Regions from separate parts of the Mus musculus genome. Here regions 1 and 3 are each linked to region 2. Evidence: chromatin contacts called from public promoter capture Hi-C data. All regions are on one chromosome and are shown on one strand. Each heading gives the region's core, a stretch centred on a gene start, on an enhancer-like site or on the middle of the called end of the contact. The rest is flanking DNA. Distances are from core to core; before and after follow the strand shown. Region 1 holds the start of Tpr (translocated promoter region, nuclear basket protein). Region 2 holds the start of Uap1 (UDP-N-acetylglucosamine pyrophosphorylase 1). Region 3 holds the start of Rab3gap2 (RAB3 GTPase activating protein subunit 2).

Region 1 (2,970 bases), core at 416-2,915, about 20 Mb before region 2:
GAGTCCCAGCCAGATATGGTGGTGCAAGCCTGGAATTGCTGTACCCTTGAGGATGAAACAGACTTGGCGCTTTGAGCTGGAGGCCAGCCAAAGCTATATAGTGAGTTCTGGGACAATCTGATCTAAAGAGTGAAACCCTGCCTGGAAAGACACAGGAAGAAAACAAAACAACAATAACAAATATAATTACCAATTGCCATGAGAAAGCAAAGTTACTTCTCACTCTTGGGATAAGGAAATAAGGATACCATTCAACACATCTAATTTCTTATTTTAGATCTACTCCTTAGCTGCATTCTCTATGACAATTTATTGGTGAACTTCGATATTCTTGTTTCTAAAATATGGAAGCTGAATTTCTGATTAGTTCATTAAGAGGAGAGAGACTCAAATTTGTTTACCCAATAGTGACTGTAAAACGACTGTTTTCTACAAATTGTGCAAGGTGGGAAGGCACAAATGTGTGATTGCTGCTATGAGACAACTCCTAATAACAGCCACTTAGGTAACCAGTCTGCAATGACAATTATCTATATTGCTTCAATTCTACACGGGACATTTTTCTAAGGACTTCACATGTATTGATATTTAATACAAATTCCTGCACGGTAAGTACTATTATTGTCGTCTCCGTTTTATACATAAAGAAATCAAAAAGAAATGTTAAATAACTCCTCCAAATGACTAAAGTAGTGAGTGTGAAAGGTGGGATTTAAGTTCTCTCAATCTGTTTTGCTTGCGGTGGCAATGATACTCAGCCCTTCAATTGAATCATTGCAGGAACATCTCCTGTTCTCATCTCCTGTCCTCTTCTTCAGCTTGTGAATTCAGTTATGAATCTCCTACTAATTTAATCCCTCCCATCCCCTTCATTAAGACAGAGCCTGACTCCTAACACAGGCTGTCCTGGAATGATAACCCCCCCACCTCTTAATCCCTGTAGCTGACACCACAGGCATGTGCTCTCCTTATTTTCAATCAAAAGGCAACAAATTCTTCCAGAAAAGTACCCAGCCATGAAACGAAGTACACGCTGATATTGCTGAGTCGTGTTCGGGAAACAGACATAGTTCTGTTACTGTGGCAAAATGACAAGTGTCTCAATAAAACTGTCCTAAAAATGTTAAAATTAAAAACGTCAACATCAGACATTTGCCTGCAATGTCATCTTACTACATAAACAACAAAATTTGATTTTTTTTCTGTTTAAAATATTAACCAGACTACTTTAATTTCGCACTAAGTCATTCGGTACCTCACACCCACAAAAGCATGTAGGTACCAGGTTTGACACTAAGCTAATCTCCTCCGAACAGGGCTTGAGTGTGCACCAGTGACTGACTGTTCCATATGGTCCCTAAATCCTTTCTTTTCTCCCCGAAAAGGAAGCTGGTGGTGCCCGGGTGCACACATATTCCTTGGCCGACTAACTTGATCTCAGAATGTGCACATGTGGCAAATAAATCCCTGGAGCTTTCTGTCAGCGAGAGAACTCGAGTTAGGGTACAAGTAGCTACCTTCAAAGGCCAGGTGCCACTCAGGTCCCCACGTCCACAGCCAATGATCTCATCAGAAAGCGACAGCAGAGACACTTCCTACTCCAAACGCGGGTCGCGGCCCCAACGGGTGCAGACTGATGACGCAAGCCGTCCCGCACCCATCTCCGCAGCTCTTCTACCCAAGCGAGGGAGGCCTGCACCCCGCCCCTCTCGGGGCACCGTTAAGATCGTGGCGGTAGCCCAGAGCCTGTCGAGACACCCTGCCGTGACCCATGACCTCTGGTGGCTCGGCTTCTAGAAGTGGCCACAGAGGAGTACCCATGACATCCCGGGGTTTTGACGGTAAGGTCGTCTTGCTCCTCCGGGATAAGGACGAGGGTGGCTGCGTACTTATGTAGCGCCCCCGCGCGGGCACTCGTCACAGCCATAGGAGGCGAGCCGGGGGCGGGGAGAAAGAAGGAAGTGGGGCGAGAGGTGCGGCCTGAGCGCGCGTAAGCGGGTGAGAAATACACTACATTTCCCAAGAGTCTCTGGGGCTGGAAACCGGTGAAATCCCCAAAAAACTGGGGCCGAGGCTGCTGTGAACTCGCTTTCCCAGCGTGCCTAGCTCCCGGTGGCTGCGTGCGCAGAGAGGGCGCGGCGGCGCGGCTCTGGCTGCACCTAACGCGGGACTCTCTTTCCCAGGGTCCCGCCGCGGGAGTCTCAGGCGGGCAGGCGCGCGAGAGACCGCGAGCGAGGCGGCGGACGGGGCGGCTCCGGCGGCTGGGCTCCGCGCTTCTCCTTGCTCCTTGGCTTCTCCTTCAGCCGCTGCGGCTGTTGCCGCGATCCCGGCCGACATGGCGGCGGTGTTGCAGCAAGTGCTGGAGCGCCCGGAACTGAACAAACTGCCGAAGTCGACGCAGAACAAACTTGAGAAGTTCCTGGCCGAGCAGCAGTCCGAGATCGACTGCCTGAAGGGGCGGCACGAGAAATTTAAGGTGGAGAGTGGTAAGTGTGGAGACGCTCTTCGCGCTCCGGTCTGGAGCTGGGGCCCGACCTCCTTTGCACGCCTGCCCTCTTCTCCCTGGTGAGGTGTTCAGGTAGCAGCTTCTCAGGCTCCATGTGCAGCGGAGGCCTTCTCTCTTCTCCCCGCTGTGTGGTTTAGATCGGGGGGCGGGGGGATCCTCCCCGATCTAAATCCACCTTCGTTTACCTCGGTTTCCTTTTACTAAGCGTAGTCTTCTGTGGAAACTCCTCAATGGGCCCACCGACAGAAACTGGAGAATTTGGCCCAGTTTGCACCAGATTTTTAGGACTATGCAATCCTAATCTAATGTTGTTTTGCTGTACTTTAAATGACAGTTAAGCGCCCCCCCCCCAGTTTGTTTGTTTTTAAACTGGATTTATAAGCCTTTACCCATTTCCCCCCTTTAGTGCCTTGTTTTAGTGTGTATAGCACCCTGTGATCTAATAATGCAGTAGATGGTCGCGA
Region 2 (3,267 bases), core at 462-2,961:
GCTTGGAGAAAAACATACTCATGCAAATAAAACAACTCATTGTAAACTTTGATATCTGGTCCCAGAACACCAGCAATCCACAAATCTTATTACCAAAATCAAATCTGTCCATTTATGTGTTGTGTAACATTCATAATAAATACGGTTATATTTACCTGACACAGCGATAACCATAGTACTGCATCTCCTACTCATTTTTCTTGAGAGCTGTGTGTGTGTAACTAAATTCAAATGGTATACAGCAATAGAGAAGAGAATTAAAAAGACGTGGATTTTTATACTAAGAACAAAAGTCTGCACTAGAAATTATGACTAAATTTGGTGTGTGCCTACAACCTAACACACCTGGATCAACATACCCAACAAACCATTATCAAACATGCCTTTATTAGAATTTAAATGCCACATTAAGGACGTCCAGTATTTCCCAATTCCACCCCCACCTCTGCTGCTATATGTCCTCAGGGTGGGTTAGTAAATCGCTTTGGGGGGTGGGGGTGGGGTGGGGGGGACACATGGAGCCAGGCAGTGGCGGTACATATCTTTAAGGTAAATGGATCTCTGAATTCTGGGCCAGCCAGGTCTACAGAGTGAGTTCCAACAACCAAAGCTACACAGAGAAACCCTGTCTCGGAAACAAACAAACAAACAAACGAAACAGGAAAAAAGAGGGGAGGGGAGGGGCTGGGGTGGGGGTGGGGAGGAATGGTACTGAGACTGACTTGAGTCCTAACCACTAACTAACAGGACAGACTATGAAGTCTTTTCCCTCAGCCAAGTGAGTCAACTAATAACGAAATGGATAAATGCTTTTGGTTTGCTGCAAACTCTTGGATCCAAGCCCAGTGAACTTCACCTCCAAGTCCTTAAACTTGTGCCTCTCATAAATGCATGATCATTACCATCGGATATCAGATCTCATAGTATGCCGATGAAGGCCAGTCAGCCTTCACACCAAACTTTTAAAAAATCTTCTAGAGCATATGTGTGCTCTCAGCCTCACCGTTCCTCCAGTCCAACTGAGGGGAAAACCCTGAAATCTGAACCTCTCTCACTATCAGTATCAAGCGAAGGCAAGCGGGTCCTGTGCTAGTCACATCCCCCATTGGGATCCACTGTCCTGGTCGGAACTATCAATTCTTACCCTCGTGGGTTCAAAACACCCCAACGCGCTTTCCCAACAGTAACAGCGATCACTTATTCCCACCGGTGAACCCCAGAAGTGGCACAACTATGCCCGGGCCCTAGCCTGAAACCCTCCTGGCTCCTCTTCCCCCAACTCAAAAACAGCGCTGACAAGCGCCGGGAACTCCATCATCACCCAAGCCTCCTCCCTCAGGTCTCCCCCAAGACCCTCCGCGCGCGCATCCCCGCCCCGCCGCGACACAGCCCACGCCTCTCCGGAGCTCCGAGCAGCGGACGCCGAGCAAGGTGCGGCAACGCGTAGCCGGGTCCCCGCGCTAGGCATGGGAGCGCGCGCGTGAAGGGGGTCCCTACCTCCCTCGACAATCCCGCGGCTCCTTCGGCTCGGCTACTCGCCCGTGTCCCGCGCCCGCCTGGAATATATACTGTCATCCGAGGGGCCGGGGCGGCGGGGCGGGCCACGAGCAGCGGCCGAGGGGAGCGCGGGCCCCGGCCACCCGGCCCCTCCCGCCGCGGTGAGTGGCTGCGGCCCAGGGGCGGAGCGGAAGCCTGCCGGCCCGACACGTCAGCGACCGAGAACAGCCAAAGGGGCGGGCACCGGCGACAGGAAGGAGGAGCCTCTTTACGTCACTCAGACTCTTGCCCAATAGGATGGCCAAGGATCCTGTCAGTCTGTGGTACCGCCCCCCACGCACTAGCAGGGGCGGGGCCGGCTACGCGCGCGGCTTCGCGGGGAGGTGAGGCCAGGCGCCACCTTAAGGACAAACTGCAGGGCGGGTCCTCTCGGTCACCCGGGGCGGATCAGAGCGCCTGGTAGGGAGCGCGGCGCTGGCAGTGAGTCTTCAAGTGACGGATTTCCGAACGCCCACGGGTGTGGTTGGGAAAGACCCGCCGGTTTCTAGGCAGAGATCCCTCCAAGGCAGGCCTGTGACCTTAAGCTAGCTGATTTTGTCTCTAATTCTCCACATACCTGTTTGCCAGTGACCCGGGCTTCCTCTGCCATTGTCTTCGGAGTCTCTTGGGTGTCGACACAGCCGGGTTGCCTTTTGCACAGCGACTAGTGAACGAAATGCAATCAAAAGGGATTAGATGACCCGAGGCCATGCAAAATGTGCCAGTCAGGGAGAACCGGCCCAGAGAGCAAGAACTTAGCTAGGAGAGGAGAGCTAAAATTCAACTGTCCTGTTACAGCATAGGCAGCAGATGTGCATGTGCAGGCTATAATCTCAGTGTTATGAAGTTGCATTTATATTTAGAGCTATTATGTTGGGTTTTTGCAGGTTTTGAAACGAGAGTCCAATTTGTTGAGATGTCAAAAGCAACTAAATTTAACATATCAGGATGTTTTCCATCAGGTGGATAGGCTTCCTCATTTTACATTTTCAGTGTTTTCTTAGTCATTCTTGCGTATTCATTTTTAATCCAGACTTTACTATCAATTTATGTCATTTAGAAATATCATTTAACAAGGGGTATCATTTGTAAATAAAAACGTAGTTGCCCATCTGTTAAGGCACCTTTGTGGCTTTGAGAGATTAGATGGATAAACAGCTTGGTGGAACAGGATCAAGGAAGGACATGATATATTATTAGCAGTATTTGCTTGGCCTTAGCCTTGCATGCTCTCTGGAATCCTGTCAGAACGCCACGTCGCCTGAGAAGCTGTAAATGGCACCCACAGTGCTGTTGATAGTGGTAGGTGTGCCTTCCTGGAGCAAGACTAACAACACGGGTGTGTTCTCTAGTTTTCATACTTCCAGCTTGGAAAGTACCGAGTCTTAAGTGAAGAATTCAGAGCCTGCCCACAATGGGGTTGCCCAGAATCTCTTGACCTTCTTTATGTGTGCAAGTCCCTGGGGTAGAAGCATTCTCTTAGAAAGAAATTGGCGGCTACAGCAGTCAATAAAGAGCATATTGTCCAAAACGTATTTATTTATTGAGTTATTCTACAGTAGAACTTACAATAGACTCTACAGGGGAATCAAGAGTCTATTTCTTCAAGGGATTCCAATACAATGAGAGAGGCAGGGGAGAGACGTGCTCCTTCTTCCTAAGGGACGGCCGTGAGTGCAGCAGCAAAGGCTCAGATGAGCATTAGAGCTCAGAGAAAGCAGAGGCCTTAGC
Region 3 (3,209 bases), core at 417-2,916, about 15 Mb after region 2:
CCAGTATCCTGGAGCTCTTGTCTCTAGCTGCATATATATCAGAAGATGGCCTGGTCGGCCATCAGTGGAAAGAGAGGCCCATTGATCATGCAAACTTTATATGCCCCAGTACAGAGGAACGCCAGGGCCAAGAAGTGGGAGTGGGAGGGTGGGGGAGTGGGTGGGGGAGCGTGTGGGGGACTTTTGGGATAGCATTGGAAATGTAAATGAAATAAATACCTAATTTAAAAAAAAAGAAAAAAAAGAAAGTAAGCTAAATGGGTTTCAAGAGCTTCATCAGAGACAGAGCAATTTTTTTTTTCATTTACAAAATTAGGATAACACATTCTTTTGAAGTCAGCCATGGTACAGTACACACATATAATCCCAGTGCTTGGACATTGAGGGGAATTGAAGGTTTGAGGCTAACCTGGACTACATGGCTAGACCTTATCTCAAACAATCAAAGAAACAAGACTCCTTGAAGATATTTATGACAGTCTAACTGGGCAAGATATGGAAATGTACTTTCAAATCCAAGTAAAAGACTCAGGTTGGTCTTTAATTTATGTGTATATACTTCAGTAAGTATTTATCAAGGACTCAACTGGGTGCCAGATCCCATGCTAGAGACCAGGTATTTAAGGGGTTAAACGGATCCCCAGTCCTCCAGGAGTCTATAAGGATGGTGCTTTCCTTATCCAAAACCCAAAGGAAAAGTACAGGGTCAGTCTCCCCAGCTCTGTTCTGCCGTGCTGTTTTGTTGTTCTTTCCCGCCTAGCATTCTCTCAGTTTTAGTTAGCTGAGTAAGTAATTGCTTCACTTGGCCTGTGTTAGTCACTAGCTTTTTAGTTCCGTAGGAATGTGTCCCTTTCTGTTCCGAAGCTCTGTGCCTAGAGTGTGGCTGGCACGGAAAACACTAACAAATACTTGTTGGGCGGTTAGATGAACAAACGGATGAAAAGGCAAACGGACGATTACAGAGCACCATTCAATACTGCGCTGGTCCTGTTACTACATCGGGCTTTCACAGAACCGTGGCAACTTATAGATAGGAGTATTTATTTAATACGAGCCCTTAAGGAGCTGCTTTCCATCGCTTTGTTACTTGAGACACTGTTTTTGCATTGTAGCCCAGGATAGTGGCTTCAACAGCCAGAAATTCACCTGCCTCAGACTGAGGTAGGAAGGATTACAGGCATAGGCGCCGCAGACTCTTTTGGGAGTTGGGGTATAGGTGCTGAGGATAGCCTTCCACATTAAAAAAAAAAAAAACAAAAGCACAAACAAAATTACGAAGTTCTCAGGCACCTGCCCACACTCAGCTTAAACCGCCTGATCTGCGAACGATCTAGGTCGTGTCCGTAGAAGCACACCAACAAGATTGTTTGGGTGACTCAATGGCCCCCGCAAAGTTCAATTAGATCACCTTTGGAGGAAGGCCAGAATGACGGGACAAGCTCGCCCAAGAAAGAATGCGGCCAGGCTCCACGTCTAACTCTCCGCCACAAGACCGCGAGTCACGTGTCCGAAGCTGCACCCTCCCTCGGCTCCCGCTCGGCCCGCGCACGCGCAGCTTCGGGGCGTCCCGCGCATGCGTAGCACCCTCCCCTCGCGAGGAGTGCTGACAGCTTCCGGTCTGGCGTCCCCGCCCCCCCAGGGTAGCTGAAGCTTTCGGGGCTCCGTGCTGTCAGCCTTCGGGTGGAGTGGCCCGGGCGTGGCTAGGGACCACGAGCCCCGCGAGGCGGGGTCCCTGCAGCCATGGCCTGCTCCATCGTCCAGTTCTGCTCCTTCCAGGACCTGCAGTCCGCGCGCGACTTCCTATTCCCTCACCTGCGGGAGGAGACCCCCGGCGCCCTGAAGAGGGACCCGAGTAAGTGTCCCGGCGACCGGGACGCGGCTGCAAGCCTCCCTTCCCTCGGCGTCCCGTCTCTCTCAGCCTCAGCCTTTTGCGTCTCCTGTCCTGTCGCCTGTCTGTCACCGCTCCCCACCCCCTCCTTCCCAGTCCCAGCTCCACGTCTTCTCCCTATGCACACCACCTGCTCAGAGATAGCATCCTCCGTCCCAGTCCCTGCCTAATGTCAGCCCTCCACCCTGTGCTTGTTCCAACTCCCATCCTTCTCCATTTCTGGCACTGTATGTAGCCTTTGCTCTGCCCCTTCAAGAGGTGCTTAGCATCCCCACCCTCTTCCATCTCTTTTCTGTCATTCAGATTTACGGAATAAATGGCCGATTGGCAAGTGAAGGGTTTTTAAGGTGGTGAGTAAACTGCCAAGTAAGAAAAGTAACCTCTTAGGAAGTGAGGAGAATCCAGGGTAGGAACTAAAATTACAGCCACATGGTCGAGAAAAGTTAATTGGCGTCTATTGAGGTGAGAAACAGCGCCTGTTATTACCATCAAACAACGTTAACAAGCCCTACTTCATGAATATAAATCCCAAAGCTGCTTACTAAATGCTGCGTATTACCTGAGGATTTTATTATATGCTCCTTTATTTCTCCTTTTGAAAGAGGGTATCTTACTCTGCTTTCTTTATTTTTAATATGAAAATCACTTTGCTCTGTAGACCCAGTAATAATTTTTAAAAAACCACTCTCCTTTTCACTATTTAGAAGCTATCCCAGGGCACTAGGGAGATTCTGCTTCCTAGTAGGGTCTGTCTGAAAAGTAATGTTTGAAAATATCAAATATGGGAGGAACTAGGGATGAATAGTTTGTACCAGTCATTGCTGCTCCCTACCACTTAAGTTTGGTAGTTTCCGTCTGGTAGCACTATGATTCACTGGTAATGTCACGTGTGAGTGAGGGTGCTCTAACATGATAGATGGCTTGACAGGCGCGTGTGTTGAGAGAGAAAGAAGGCCATATCTGAAATGCTTGTGGAGACGTCCAACACTTGGTATGGCAGCTGGAGTCAAGGTGATAATTAGTTAAGGGTGAAGTGTGGTTTCAGTCTATAGAATGCTAACTGTTGTGTCGTGGACTCGCTACTGACGAGAACCTTAGGAAGAGACTGAAGTTGGGGAGTCTTGTAAGGGTTCTTGGGGAGATGGGAGAGAGGGGCACCAGGTGATGGAAATGTCTCAGAAGCTGAAGGAGAGAATCTGACCCTGGTGAGGGGTGGTCAGCAGTTTGGGAAATGTGGCAGAGGTCAGATAGCAGTGGTTTGGGGACGATGACAGCCACTGGGACCCTAGTGCCATTTCAGTGGCACAGTGGCCAGAAGTGT

Evidence for each region. Promoter capture Hi-C pulls out the DNA fragments that hold promoters and counts their contacts.
Region 1: a promoter capture Hi-C map of pre-B cells shows a contact between it and region 2. The contact joins the promoter of Tpr here to the promoter of Uap1 in region 2. A contact is called at or near these places in 1 of 39 promoter capture datasets (pre-B cells) and 2 of 484 Hi-C or Micro-C datasets (CD4 T cells and CD8 T cells).
Region 3: a promoter capture Hi-C map of pre-B cells shows a contact between it and region 2. The contact joins the promoter of Rab3gap2 here to the promoter of Uap1 in region 2. A contact is called at or near these places in 1 of 39 promoter capture datasets (pre-B cells) and 1 of 484 Hi-C or Micro-C datasets (B cells).

The regions. Positions count from the first base shown.
Region 1 is chr1:150,391,173-150,394,142 of GRCm38.p6, forward strand. It overlaps Tpr (translocated promoter region, nuclear basket protein), which reads left to right and starts at 1,666. Exons shown (of 52, transcript NM_133780.3): 1 at 1,666-1,841; 2 at 2,184-2,486. The coding sequence starts at 1,772. Odr4 (odr4 GPCR localization factor homolog) reads right to left here and starts at 1,883. Exons shown (of 14, transcript NM_145511.2): 1 at 1,518-1,883.
Region 2 is chr1:170,173,253-170,176,519 of GRCm38.p6, forward strand. It overlaps Uap1 (UDP-N-acetylglucosamine pyrophosphorylase 1), which reads right to left and starts at 1,712. Exons shown (of 11, transcript NM_001305045.1): 1 at 1,498-1,712.
Region 3 is chr1:185,202,502-185,205,710 of GRCm38.p6, forward strand. Rab3gap2 (RAB3 GTPase activating protein subunit 2) reads left to right here and starts at 1,667. Exons shown (of 35, transcript NM_001163754.1): 1 at 1,667-1,852. The coding sequence starts at 1,741.